Linked DNA regions of Rattus norvegicus: region 2 is linked to region 1. Evidence: chromatin contacts called from public Hi-C data. All regions are on one chromosome and are shown on one strand. The core of a region is the stretch at or near the end of the contact, and the rest is flanking DNA. Distances in the headings are between cores, read along the strand shown. Region 1 holds the start of Zfp326 (zinc finger protein 326). Region 2 has its middle 98 kb from the start of Lrrc8d.

What was found. Hi-C and Micro-C count contacts between places; a contact is called where the count stands out from the background.
Region 2: a Hi-C map of liver shows a contact between it and region 1, with 4 times the contacts expected there. The contact joins the enhancer-like site here to the promoter of Zfp326 in region 1. A contact is called at or near these places in 12 of 12 Hi-C or Micro-C datasets (the A7r5 cell line, the Rat2 cell line, Schwann cells and 7 more) and 1 of 1 datasets of contacts at active chromatin or transcription factors (oligodendrocytes).

The regions. Positions count from the first base shown.
Region 1 is chr14:4,281,361-4,288,795 of GRCr8, forward strand. It overlaps Zfp326 (zinc finger protein 326), which reads right to left and starts at 3,899. Exons shown (of 11, transcript XM_039092634.2): 1 at 3,734-3,899. The coding sequence starts at 3,749.
Region 2 is chr14:4,445,012-4,452,446 of GRCr8, forward strand. No RefSeq gene overlaps it. Among named protein-coding and RNA genes, the nearest start is that of Lrrc8d, 98 kb to the left of the region's middle. Within about 2 kb of position 3,135, at least 13 of the 93 cell types and tissues checked have an H3K27ac peak or open chromatin away from gene starts, as enhancers often do. A contact at or near this core is called in hepatocytes, kidney and liver, where this site is marked.

The DNA of each region.
Region 1 (7,435 bases), core at 2,649-5,148:
CTCTACCACTGAGCTAATCCCCAACCCCACGAAGGAGTTTTTTAACATTAGTAATGAAATAAACTTGGCCTATGTGATGCTGAATTCCGAGGACTACCTTTATAGAACTCAACTAACTCTCCAGCAAAGCTTTCTGTCGTTTCAGAAACCCACTGACCTTACGACTTTAGAATTGTGGACTCACTTTCATTTAACCGCTCTCTACTCGCTATGAGTAGCCTCTACATTCAGCTAATTGCTGAAACACCTTAACATTTTTTAAACTGAGCACCATCATTTCCATACATACAAATGTACTAAGATTTTCTTTAGCCAATTTTCCATCCTCTAATCTGTCCTAATGTTGACACAAAATTAAACTGTTAATTTTACTACATCGCTGTCTTCAAAAATAGATTCTTCAGCACTCATTAAATACATAATACTTTCTATATGACAATAGCCTTTCTCAAATCTGAAGTACCTCTTAATTTTTAGAGATGCTAAAAATTAACTATATCCATAAGAACAGGCCTGGAAAGATGGCTCAGCAGGTAAGGACAAGAGCACCTGCTGCTCTCACAGGAGACCCAGGTTTGATTCCCAGCACCACATCAAGCTGCATGCAATCACATGTAACCCAGTTCCAGGGACCCAATGCCTTCTTCTGGAGTTCAACAGCATTGTGCACACATGGCATACACACAGAAAAGCAGGCTCACTCACACATAAACATTTTTAATGGTATAGACTTTACTAGTCCATCTGCTTTGGTTTCATGAATAGATATTTGATATGACAGCTAGATTTTGCATTTCTCTGGTAGTTTAACATATCTACCACTCCCCCGTGTGTTTCATGTAATGTTTTGTTTTGTTTAACCTCCAAATTATTCTGTGCTTCCTTTTTCTGTTATCATCTTGGGTCTTAACGATATTAACTATCAAAACAATATGCATGGCATTCTGCATTGTCTCCTACGGCTGCAGCTAACCACAAGCCAGCATCAGGCTTTGTTAACAAGTAACCAGGCCTCGTTACGGTTTCCTCTGGACAGCTTTCTATCACACATTTGCTCAGGGAAAATGGCCTCGAAAACAAAGCCAACATGTATTACAACAAAAGTTGCCTAGAACCAAGATAGAAATCCACTTAATCTATGTAACTCAACACCAATGTCTTGTCAACAAAAGTCATTCAGCCAGTTTCCTGCAAATCTATCACTGAGAAAGTAGTAAGAAGTAAAGAATCCTATGTAAAATAAAACAGATGCAAAGTCCAAGTAACCTAACTTCTTCTTCTGATCCCAAGTTCAAACACTGTACACAGAACTGGAGACATCAGTGTGGCAGAAGACCCGGATGGCTTCTTCAGACTCTAGCAAGTGTACATGTTCACAATCTCTCTCTCTCTCTCTCTCTCTCTCTCTCTCTCTCTCGCACGCACGCACGCACACACACACACACACACACACACACACACGCACACACACACCAGAAAAACAAACGCTATATTTAGTCTGACATTAACACTGAGATTTATAAATCAAAAGTCAAAAGAACATCTGAAACAAAGTGGCACGGGCTTCCTGCATTAACATTTGTGTCTCCATGGATATGAGGAGAAAAGCCAAGCTATATCGGCTCAGCAAGGTTAAAAGGAGACGGGAGAGGACACTCACCGTTGAAGTCCTGGTAAGCACTCCTGCACGTAGAGTGCACATAATCTACGAAGACACAGAAACAGCAAGGAATTAGTGTGCTGTGAGCAAAGCCCAGATCTGCATACTCATCTACTCAGTCATTAAATCAATTACAAAAAAAACTGGGGTTCGAATAACTACAAATATGCACGTGGGGAAACATATTACTCCTTCCCTGCCTACTGGCAATATAAAAACTAGTTTATGTCCATATTTGTAACTGCCAAAAGAGGAGACCCAGTATTAATTTAATTTACATCAAGTAAAGGTAAAACAAACTTTCAAAGAGGGTGATGGATGTGGAAACTGATCTTGTGGGATACAAATGTGTCAAGGTCAGCATTTGTTTTACCACGTCATCTGTTCTCTCTAAATACTTCAGAAGCTTGTGTAAAAACACATATGCATATATGTATGAGTGTGTGGGCTGTATCCATCCAGGCATAATGGTAAAGCCTTTATTTAACTCAACAAATAAAGACTGAAAGAACAGAATTTAATAGAGTTTCTAGATATAACCAAATCCTGGCACACGACAGGTTCAGACTCAGACATACTCAAATCTACAGCCCAACTGCAGCAGTGGTGGCTAGGGATGGGCAGTTAAGAGATTATCACTAACATTGTTATTTTTGTTATCATTATAGTGAAAGCAAACACTCCAAATTTGACAGCTATTTTTTCAATTCTCTACAGAAAATGGATTTCCTCACTGACTGACTCCCCTCACTCTGCACACACACTACAAGGTTAACTTCTGGCACACCACATACGTTGGTAGTGTCATCAAACTTTGGTCTAAAACATACTTTTTCTTTTCAATGTCAACTCTGGCTATTGCAAAGAGTTGTAATTTAGAGTCACCTACATCAGAATGAGTCACAGTCCAGTACTAAAAGCACAAGCTATTCCGAAGAGCTAAACTACTTCAAAGCGACTGAAAAGTACTCCGAAAGGGGTGATTCTTTCTCCTATACTTACACTTAACAACCTTAACTTCTTGTAGCAAATCAAAAATCAGAAGTTCATGCAATACAACATATGCTAAAATCACACCTTATTCAGTGTCAAAGTCCATTTCTGGTGGAGGCAGAGGCTTCCATAACAAGAAATGGACCGGTTTTATTTAGAAATACCTAGTTCCTGGAGATTACACCCAGTTTAATCCTAAACTGTCTCCTAACACTGTCACTACTATAGATCGCTTTATCGTGACACTGATTCCTATAAAAGTTGAGCAAGGTCTGAAGATGTCAAATTAACTGTACTTCACCGCCCTGGGCAGAACGGCTGTAAGAACTAGTGCAGAGAGGTCTGAAAAGCAACCTTACAAATCGGTTTATTTAATCAGCAAGTCCAACTAGGAGTGCTGTGCACCGATCTAGCTGAACGTGAAGGGCATCTGGGGCTCGCCGTGCCAGAATTCTAACTTAGGCAGCATCCATACACAAGCCCCACCACCGCCATCCTTTAAATAAAGATGCACTACTGTCAAGGAACTGTTTCAGATGAGGTATTCACAAGCAGGTAAAGCAGGTGAGATATCAAACAGCCCGGTCTGCTACGTGGTAATAACTTGCAGATTTTGCTTCTGAGGGAAGCGAAGCCCACCTCGATGGAACTAAGCTTAGGGACGCCCTTTTTACTCGCCTCACAGAGAAGCACCGCATGAGCCCGAGGCAGCCTGTGTCGAGCAAGATTCCAGAGCCCGGGGCAACGCGGTGAGGACCGGCTCCACCCGCCACCGGGTCGCTGCCCCGAGGGCCCCGTGAGCTGGGTCACCGCTCGGCCAGGCCGGGAAGTTGCAGGCGGCCGCGGGCGAGGCCGCGGGGCTCGCAGAGAGGCCGACCCCCTAGGGAGCAAGGCTCCCGTCGGCCGCACCCTCGCGTGCGGCTCCGGGACCACGGGGCTCCCGCCCCGGCCCGCGGCCGCCGCGCGGCCCACAGAACAAAGCCACACGGCCATCTTGAGGCGGTAAACAGACCCCCGGCGCAGGCCGCCCGCCGCCCTCCCGCCCGCCCGCCGCGGCGGCCCGCCCCGCGCGCCGCTCACCGTCCTCGAAGTCCATGCTCGACGCCGCGGGGATGACGGTCCCGGCGCTGCGCTGTGGCCCGAGGCAAGCGCCCGCGACACGACGGTGTCCACACGATCGGCCCGCGCGACCGACAGCGGCGCTACTGGCCGGGAAGCCGCAGGCCACAGCGAGGCTGGGGGCGGGGCCGGACGGGCCTGCCAGTCGCCTCAGAACGGCCTTCGATTGGCGGACGCGAGGCGGTGGGCGGGTCTCGCGTGGGGGTCGGGAAGCGAGGCGGTTGTCTGGCTCCTGGGTCCTGACCCTGGGGAGCGCGGCGGACGGAAGGTGAAACGGGAGCGCGGAAGGCTGGAGAGGGATGTTCTGGAAGGACTCCGTTTGGCCGGCCATGTTGGAGCCTGGCAAGAGCGACGGGGTCCAGGAGGGAGTACTTTTCTTTCTCTTGCACGAACTCACCAAATCACATGGCGACCTTTGGCTTCTGTTGGCTGGAGGAGTGTGGAGGAGAGATTCCAAGTTCTTATGGAGTTCCTTCCTCTGACACACACAGAAGTGTGGGGCGTGCACAGGAGCCCAGATTGCCAAATACGAAACGATCATGAGACTATCCCCAGACAGGCTGCTAGCCACTGCTGGGGTTTAAGGTGTAAAACAGCTGTGAAAGTTCGCAGATGGGAAAGATTTGGCAGGAAGAAAGTAGTCCACAGCTCCAAGGACAGTGAAAGAGAGAGGGAGACAGACAGAGAGACAGAGATTATTCCACTTTAAAAAATGTGTTGGAGGGGTTGGGGGATTTAGCTCAGTGGTAGAGCGCTTGCAGGCCCTGGGTTCGGTCCCCAGCTCCGAAAAAAAAGAAAAAAAAAATCGTGTTGGAGCAGACACAAAGGTATTCACTCAGGAACACTATGGGAAGACTATTTTGGTCTTGAACCACAGTTTTAAATAACTTAATTTTCTTTCTGTTTTCACAGAGCAAATGGCGGTGACAACAAATTGGTTACCAGATAGGAAGCCAGAAGTCAAATTCTAAGCACTTTTTCGGGGTTCAACCCATTTGCTAAATCCCGTTCGGAGGAAGCAGGAAATAAAACGGGAAGCACAGCAAGGTGTACCACAGTAGCCCCAAATCTGGGCACGGAAATCTGGGCACGGCCTTGTGTCCTGCTCATCGTCTTCCTCCTCCACCCTCCTTGACTCATCCGGTTCTCCACCCTTTCCCTGATTCCTTCTCTTCTCCCCTCCCACACGTTTTCTGTTCACCTGGGCTGAACGTGTTGAAAACCGAACTCACAATTTCCCTTCTCAGACCTGCTTATTCTCGGATTCTTCCGGCAGTTCACCACGCGCAACCGCCCACTAATACTGCTCCTCCAGCCTCCCACTTCCAATCCACACACAAATGGAGCCTTTGATCATCATATTGCCACCTAAAATATCTTAAGTCCGCCCCTGCCTTTTCCATTTGCGCGGCCACTACCTGAGCTAGGACACTCACTGCCTCCCTGCAAAACTCTTGATTTCTCTGCCCTTCAGCCTCACTCGGGCCCAAGTGATCAAGATGCAAATCTGGTCATGTAGTTCCCACACAACCAGAAGTAGATCTGACAGAGCACAAACAAAAGGTGGAAATACTGCCTGACCCTTGCCTTCTCCCGGTATCTCTCTCCCCCTCTCCCTGTTCTCCCCCCTCCCCCCCCCGTGTGTGTGTGTCTCCTTTATAAAGACTTTTTAAAAATTATGTGTAACTTTAATTTTTTCAAAACCTATTTTTAATGATGGTTCTTGAACTCTTTTAACCTCCTTTTTAGCCCACCACCACCACCAGCAGAAAGGACAGGGGTGGGGAGGAGGGGAGCTGTTTAGAAAGATTCTTTGGAGCCACTCCCTTTCTGTGTTGTCTGGAAATCGGCAGTTCAATTCACAGGTCACAAACGGCAGCTCCATTCACCCACAAACACTTCAGGGATACACCAACCCGGCGGCGTCCTTCCACATCGGTGCTTTAACAGAACATGCGTTCACCTGCGTCTGCTTCAGCCAAACATTCTCTGCCTTCATCTCCCACCCCTGTCCACTTTAGCTAAACGTGCCTTTGCCACCCAACCAACTTTCCAAAGAACCCTTAAGTGTCCAGTCCAGTTATGAGTGTGCATTGTCTCTGTGTGCACATGTGCACAAGCGCAGGCGCCCGTAGAGGCCAGGAGAGGGCGTCCGATCCTCTGCAGCTGAAATTATTGGTGGCCAAGAGCTGCAGGACTTGGGTGTTAGAAACTGAACTCAGGTTCTCTGAAAGAGCAGCAAGCACTCTTCACACCGAGCCCTGTCTCCAGCCCACTCTCCCCAGCTTGGTTATCAGTTTCAGACTCCTGCCTCTCCAAACAGCCCTTTGCTTTGTCACATCTGCAACCGGATGCACCCTCCAAACGTAACTCTGACCTACTTTTATAAAAACCATTCTCAGGTCTCACTCCCATGTCCTAAGCTTGCATTTCCCAGGTCTACATGATTCAAAGTCTCATTAAAACAGGGTCACAGACAGTCATGCTGGCTGGAGGCCAAGAACGGCCATTCCTACAAACCTCCAGGGGCAACAGCTGCTGGTAAGCCACACCCTAAGAAGCAAGCCCTCTCACCCACAGACTTGGCTTTGAGCCCTCTTCATTCAAAGCTCTTTGCCACCATAAGGTCCCCTTTGTCCCCTTGCTGTCAAGAGAATTTGTTTACCAAGTCAAACTCTTCCCTAGTGGATTTTAATTCTTTGCTTTCCTGTTTACCTTCTGGCAAAGGAATGATTTTATAACCTAAGGTCCTAAGACCTGAGCATGACTGAAAGGGGGTGAACATTGGTCACTATATTCACACACACACACACACACACACACACACACACATTTCTCTCTCCCTCTCACGTGTGTGTGTGTGTGTGTGTGTGAGTGAGAGAGAGAGAGAGAGAGAGAGAGAGAGAGAGAGAGAGACCACATCCCCTTCCTTCACCTTCCCTTCCCTCCCCTGGAGGAAAAAATGGCCAGTCAAGGAGCAGCTAATGCAGAAGCCGGTATACTGAGTGCTAACACACACACACACACACACACCACACACCATACACACCACACACACACACACACCACACACCACACCACACACACACACACACACACACACACACACACACACACACACACAAAAACACCCCTCTTCCCCTCCCTCCCTCTTTTCCGAACAGGAAGCATTTCTACTGAGGAAGTGGCCATACAGAGCCACCCTGTGTCTGTCTCAGTTACTGTCCTATTGCTGTGAAGAGACACCATGGCCACGGCAACTTGGTTTCAAGAGGATTTAATTGAGGGCTTACTACAAGTCCAGAAGGTGGGCCCACAGCCATCATGGTGGGAGCCTGGCAGCGGGAGGCATGTGACTGGAGGAGTAGCCGGAGACTTACATCTGACCCCTAGGCAGGAGGCAGAGATACTGGAACCTCAAAGCCCAGTCACACCCCTCCTCTAACAAGCCCACATCTGATCATCCTTCCTAAACAGCCCAACTGGGAACCAAACACTCAATCACGAGCCTACAGAGCTGTTCTCATTCAAACCACTTCGTCCTATACTACATGAGAAGTCATCAGCCTGCCCCACGTTTACTTATTCAACCAACTCTGACACCTAGCATGTGCCAGGCACCCATCTTACGTCATTGTTATCACTAGACTCCAGCTAGGTTCA
Region 2 (7,435 bases), core at 1,885-4,384, 160 kb after region 1:
AGTCCTACTATCCCTGCTATCCCATAATGCTCCTCTCTTCTACTATCCCTGCTATCCCATGATGCTCTGTTTTTTCCACCAGCCCACAGCAGTGGGTCCACATGACTATGGTATGCATGTCTATAACCCTGAGCCAAAACAAATCTGTCCTCCTTCAAACAGCTCTCCAGTACTTGTTACAGCCCGGGATACATTCTCATTCTCTCTCCCCTCCCTCCCTCTCCCTCTCTCCCCCTCTTTCTCACACACACCTACCTCTGCCTCTAACTAGTCTTTTGCTGTAGAGTAACAACAGCAAACTGAATAATGGCCGCTCCCTGAGACTTGATCGCCTGTAGGCATTTTAGCTCTGAACAAAGTCACTTTGTGCAATGACACAATTGACAAAGCATTTCTCAGAGTGTCCGGAAGCACTTCCTCCGATACCACGCTGACCTCCTGTACCCTTGTTTGGTCAAAGTTTCCTCCTAGAAATACTCAATCCTACTGGAAAGCCCCTTAAACCAGAAGGTAAACACTCAGAATAGCTTCCAGAAGTCCAGGATCACTAGGCCCCTCCCTCCCAGAGTAAGCAATAGAGAATCCCTCTCAGACAAGTCCGGCTGCACGGGAGACACTGAGATCAGACGGGGGGGGGGGGGGGGGGGGGGGGGGGGAGCCGCGGAAACCAGCCCTGTTGCCTGAGAGAGGTTTAAACCAACTAAGTCACATGAAAAGGCCACTTGTCAACCTCCTGAGCTTCCTGCAGGCTGTATAGCGTGCTCCAGGTTCCCAGCATTTGGGAGCTGTCACCCACGTGTCCCACCCATGCTGGGGTGGTCTTTGGTGATGCGGCTTTGTCTTTGAGTCATTTCTGCTTCTGTAGGTAACGACTCACATTTCTGTAAGGAACCCCCCCCCCAAAAAAAAACAAAAAAAACAAAACTGGTTCATCAGTGTGGACTTTCCTGGTGTCCTTACTGTGGTCTGTTGACAGCCCTCTATCTGGGATGAGTAGACATGTGTGTACATCTCCCCAGAAATAATGTCACACGACATCTGGAAAGCTCTCAGTCCTTTGGACTCAGACCACTTATGTGTGGACCCCTGTGTTCTTCTCCTGTGTAGAAGGTAGTGCATAGGGCTTTTCAGCCTCCATAATCACACGTGCCAACCCTCACCATAAACCCCTTTCCTGTATGTTTATGTCACCTGTCTATACATTGCCTAATCTATACATCTGCCTGTGGCTCATGGTGTGTAACTCTCTGGAAGATCCTAATAGGGTCTCAAGGAGCTAAAGACATGGTCTTATCAAGGTCTTAAGGACAAGGCCTTAAGGAGTTAAAGAGGGCTATAAACCACTCACACACGAGGAAGGCCCAGGAAAGTCCCTTTTTCTGGGACTCTGTAATGGCCCATAATAACCACCTGTGTGAGATTATGAAATAGGTATTTCATCGTTGGCCTCGTGTCCTGTCACACAACTCCTACAGCTTCTTCCGGAATCTTGGGAGTCGTGGATTGTTGCTGCTGCTGTCTTTAATTCCTTCCGTGCCGAGATGGGCGCTGAGGACTGGTAGTTTTTAAGAAACTTTCCAAATTGGGGCTGGTGGAAGTAAGTTAAGAGTCAGAGGGCCAGGACTCCGGTCTTCATTTCCCCTGACATCTGTGAGTGAAGCTGGAGGTGACGTGCCCACTTGTGATCAATGACTGAACCACAAACGTGTGTGAGCAGAGCCTCAAACCACCCCCATCCCCACCCCAAAGAAATATTCAGGGAGCTCTCAGATCAAGGCAGCACGCCTACAGAGGTCTACGAGTTCTGATCCTGTACTTTCCTACTCCGCCCCATGAAGCTCTGCTATTCTATAATTTTCCCCACAATAACTCACTGAGTACATTCCCGAGGTCCATGAGTCCTGGCAAATTAAACTCAAGAAGGGATGATGAGGTCCCAGCCTGTAGCTACTCAGTTGGAAGTATGGGCCACAACCTGAGACTTGCTACTGGCATTCAGAGTTAAAAGAGGCAACCACGGGACTGGCCCCTAACCTATGGGACCCTATGTGAATACTCTTAGGGGTGAGCAGAGATGGGCTTCCTTCAAGGTTTGGAGGCGACAACGAAGTCCAAGATCAACCTGCTAGAAGGCTCCGTGTCTTATGACCTCTTTACCCTTAGGTTGCTGATTTGCTTTTCCCTGTGTCCCCACATGGCCCTTGGGTGTTCTCTGATGTCTCATCTTAGGACACTAGACATCCATGATCCATGGGACCCACCGCAGAAGTAATTGCTTTATTTGCTGGTGGGGGTGATTCCCATGCCCATGAGGTCACATGACTCTTGTGTTGACTGAGTGGGGTTCTAGGAAGCAGAGTTTAGGTTCCATGGTTCCCTATGTCAGGACACTCATTTTCAGTTCTTTTTTTCCTGCTCCCCAACCCCCAAATGAAGACTTACAGAGCTCTGGATGGCCTCAAACTCCCCACATGTGCAAGAAGGACTTGTCATTGTGATCTTTTGGCTTCTCCCCCAGTGCTGGGAGGTGTACCCCACCACATCTAGTTCACAAAGTTCTTGGGATCAAATCCAAGGCTTGGTGTTTGCTAAGCTAGCACTCTACCAAGGGAGCTACATTCCCCTCCAGGCCCAGTGGTTGTTTTAACTGTTTAATCAATCATCAAACGTCTAAACAAACTTGTTTGCCTTTTTTCATTATGAGCACTAGACGTGAGAGGCAACTCAGAAAAAAATTACTGCCCTAACCCCATCTACCTTCGAATTTTAATATGAGTTGTATAAATCAGCAAAACATTAAAACAAGTGCTGTCCCTTGAGAATGTCACCTTCACTTCTCAGTATTCTGAAAGTCATTTCTTCTATGCAAGACGACTGGGCAGCCCCTTAGCCTCCTTGTGGTGAGCACCCCCATCTTCTCCACAGTCGTGGAAGGTTCAGAATAACGTGGATTCTAAAGACAAATCCTGCTGGCTGGCTGCATTTTAATACCAACAGGGTTCTGGGAGGATGAAATGAAATCCCTCCCTCTCTCCCAGACCTCACGCACACCATGAGTGAGCAGATACACACTATCTGAGTATCACACACTGCAGTCAGCAACTCCAGGCCCCATGAAGGACAGGGACACGCCGGTGGCAAGAGTGGCCAGAGGACTTTGGAATGATCGGCAGTCTGAGCATGAACAACAACGGGGCTTTAGTGACCTACCCGGCAGGATGATACTTTAGTTGAAGTCCAAAGAACAAGGGCTATGCCACTCCCGGGGTTAGCAGTGCAGTTTGTGACTTGGATCCTGGGTCATTCAGCTTTGACGGGGTGGATTCCTGCGTTTGGGTGGATGGAGAGCCACTGTGTTTACAGTGTCTTACCCTTTGCTACAATTGAACTCTTTTGTCGTTTGCTTTGTTGGTGATGCCGGGGGCGGTTTAGATGTGTGAGTTTCACAGGGTAAACTCCGAGGAGCCAGGTGCCTCTTCCATTGGTCTCCAGCCATTCCTGCTGCTGGCTGACCAGCTGCCGAGGTGAAGAACTGAAGAACGGAGAGTGTGCGGGTGTGGGGTGCTGGAAGCTTCAGAGGGCAGCCAGAAATTCCCGGTGCCAGGCTCTTCCCCCTCCCTTCCCATCTGAAGCTGGGACTGACTTCCCTGACTCCCTCACCTACATCTTGTGTTTCTTTTAGATTCACAATGAGCCCCTGTGTGGTGTTGAGTGTGATGTGTGGAGGCTGCCATCCAAAAATAAACTATTGCACCAATGAGAGAGAGGGCTGCCTGAATAGGCCTGCCAGGCAGCCACGGTGTTCTGTAGCAGTTCTTGGGTAATGTCTGCAAATTTTCTTCCTCTGCACAAAGCCAAATGGGGCTGATTAAGCTCCTCTAGTGTAATTTTTTAAAAAGAAAGGACAAGTTAAAAATAGCCTAAGAACAAGTCCTAGAAGCTTAGAGCTGTCAGGAAGAAGTGAGGATGAGGTCTGTGGCAGCTTCATAATCCCCATTCACACCTGCTGGGTGGGACAAAGACCCCCCAGCCCAAGGAGAGAGTCACCCTGGCCAGCTGGGTTCTCTTTCTCCTTCCTCTCCTCTCTTCTGTGTCTGTCTCTCCTCTCCTCTCCTCTCTTCTCTTCTCTTCTCTTTTCTTCTCTCTCTCTCTCTCTCCTCTTTCCTCTCTCTCTCCTGTCTCTTCTCTTCTCTCTCTCCTCTCTCCTCCCTCTCTCCTCTCTTATTTCTCTCTTCTCTGTCCTCCCTTCTCTCCTTTCTCTTCTCTTTCTCTTCTCTTTCTCTCTCCTCTCTCTCCTCTCTTTCCTCTCCTCTCCTCTCCTCTTTTCTCTCTTCTCTTCTCTTCTCTTCTCTTCTCTTCTCTTCTCTTCTCTTCTCTTCTCTTCTCTTCTCTCTCTCAGACTGGCTCTCATGTTCCCCAAGCGGGCCTTAAGTTCTACATGTAGTAAAAGATAGGACTTCTGACCCCCTTACCTGTCCACCACTCTGGAGTGCTGAGATTACAGGCGTGTACCCCATCCCATGCCAGTTTCTACAGGGCTGATGATCAAACCTAGAACTCTGCTCGTTAGCAAGCACCCTACAGACTTGAGCCACATCCCCAGGCCTTTGTGGGTATAGTGCACCAGGGCCTGAACCCAGGGCACTTGGACTGAGTGGGCTCAAATTTGTACATGTACAGACTTATGATCCAACTCTCCTCTGACAATTGTCACCGAGGTCTCAGTGGTGATTCCAACCACACCAGTCCCCTAGGTCTAGGATTTTCCTCCTTGCAGCCCGGTTATGATAGAGCTGTTGTATAGATTTTGCAAGTGTCCAGTGATATCTTCTGTGACCCGAGGTCTAGTCAGTCCCTGCCTTCCTTACCAGAGAGCAAGCAATGCTATCCCAGCAGGTCATGGATAAGGCAGAGACAGATTTAAACAGGGCAGTCACTTGACAGATGGGTTAGGGGGATGTGTGTGCCTGTCTGAGAACCCAGCTGGGAGTCTGGGAGGCTTTGAAGCCCCAGGAGACTCTGCTTGCACAAAGAAGGCCTCCTGTCAGGGGAGCTGGCTCCTGAGTTTCTGGGAGCAGAAGGCAGGAGCTGCAGCCACTTGAGACTGGAGTCGAGTGTATTTCCTTCACCTCTGACTTGTGCCATGGCTCCCTTAATGGGTTGCAAAATAACTCACCCCACCAGTTATAGTCTTGTGGGTTTAACTTCTAGACTTAAGTGAGAATATTAGAAACCATTTTTTAGAAGATTTATTTATTTTATGTATATGAGCACACTGTAGCTGTCTTCAGACACACCAGAAGAGGGCATCGGATCCCATTACAGATGGTTGTGAACCACCATGTGGTTGCTGGGAATTGAACTCAGGACCTCTGAAAGAGCAGTCAGTGCTCTTAACCATTGAGTCATCTCTCCAGCCCAGAAACCCTTTTTTTTTTTTTTTTCATCTTTTTTTTTTTTTCCGGAGCTGGGGACCGAACCCAGGGCCTTGCACTTGCTAGGCAAGCGCTCTACCACTGAGCTAAATCCCCAACCCCAACCCAGAAGCCTTTTTAAGAGTATAGTTTATCGGGGTTGGGGATTTAGCTCAGTGGTAGAGTGCTTGCCTAGGAAGCGCAAGGCCCTGGGTTCGGTCCCCAGCTCCGAAAAAAAGAACCAAAAAAAAAAAAAAAAAAGTATAGTTTATCACACCTTGCTAGGATTTTATTCATACTGTCTGTCTGTATGTATGTGTGCATGTGTATTAAGATTATTTATTTATTTACTTATTTAATTTATACAAGTACACTGTAGCTATTTTCAGACACACCGGAAGAGGGCATCAGATCCCATTACAGATGGTTGTGAGCCACCATGTGGTTGCTGGGAATTGAACTCAGGACCTCTGGAAGAGCAGCCAATGCTCTTAACCACCGAGCCCAGTGGGGTGTTTTTTAAATTAAATTAATTTTAAGGTTTTCATCCAAGTGTTTAGGTTGAACATATTCTCACCCATACTTTGTCCCCCTGCTGTTTCTCCAACCCTCTCCCATTTGTACCTTGTCCCTCTAGACAGTTATAATTACCCAGATTTTTTTTTAAAGATGTGAGCTAGGATGGTTTAATCCCTACACTTGGTAGGCAGAGTCAGGCAGATCTCTGTGGGCTTGAGAATAGCCTGGTCTACCTATCAAGTTCTAGGACAACCAGGGCTACATAGACACTATTTCAAAAATAAATAAATAAATAAATAAATAAATAAATAAATAAATAAATAAGCAAGCAAGCCACACACACAGAAAACAAGCAAAAAACCAAAATAACCAGAAATTATATGTATTTGTGTGTGTGTGTGTGTGTGTGTGTGTGTGTGTGTGCGCGCGCGCGTGTGTGCATGCGCGCAGTATTCAAGTGAGTCGAGTTTGGATGCTCATGGAGACCAGAAGAAGGGAGTTGGATCCTCTGGAGATACAGGAGTTATGAGCTGCCTGATGTGTGTGCTGGGAGCCAGACCCAGGCTCTGGAAGAACAGCACGCATCCTTAACTGCTGAGCTATCTCTCCATCTCTAACTTTTCCCTTCTTTTTTGGTTTAAAAGAAAAATTCCACTGTGTGTATATAGAGCATGTTTTTTTTATGCACCCTCTGTTGCTGGGCACCTACACTGGTTACACTGTTACTCTAGAACCTAGAGTAACAAAGAGTTGCAAAGAGTAACAAAGAGTGTTCCAACACAAGTTGGTGTACTAGTGTATCTATGTGTGTTTGTTTCTTTTTGTCCTCGTTTGCTTTGATTTTGAGAAAGCTATATTTTGCTACATAGCTTCTGGCTGGTTTGCCAATGCCTGGCAACTTCCTGCCTCCTGCTTCAGATAATCTGCAATCCTCCTGCCTCAGCTTTGATTTATCTGCATTATCTTATTTACTCACAAGCAGTCCTAAGTACAAGTCCTGGGTATAGCACTTGTTATCTGTGTCGGGGAAACTACCCTCCCCAGGTTAAGTTATAATTAACGCCAGGTGCTGGAACAAAACGCTGCAAACAAGGCTGCTCTGGCAGCAGAAATGGGCTTTCTTGAAGTTTTGGAGGCGAAGTCCAAGATCAACCTGCTAGAAGGCTCCGTGTCTTGTGACATCTTTACCCTTAGGTTGCTGATGTTTGCTTTTCCCTGTGTCCCCACATGGCCTTTAGGCACAAGGCGTTCTCTGATGCCCCATTTTGGGACACTAGTTCAACTGAATAGGCTCTGACCCTTACGGTCTCTTTTAGCCTCAATTATTTTGATACAGATTCCTTCTCCAAGTCATGCTGGGGATTAGGCTTCGGAGTATAAACTGGGGGCGGGGCACAAACATTTAGCATAATGAGTAGGTTCTTCAACAGTAAAAAGGAAATGACTGGCGCTTGACTGTGAGGAGAACTGAACTCAATAGCATGAGGAGAGAGCTCAGCAGA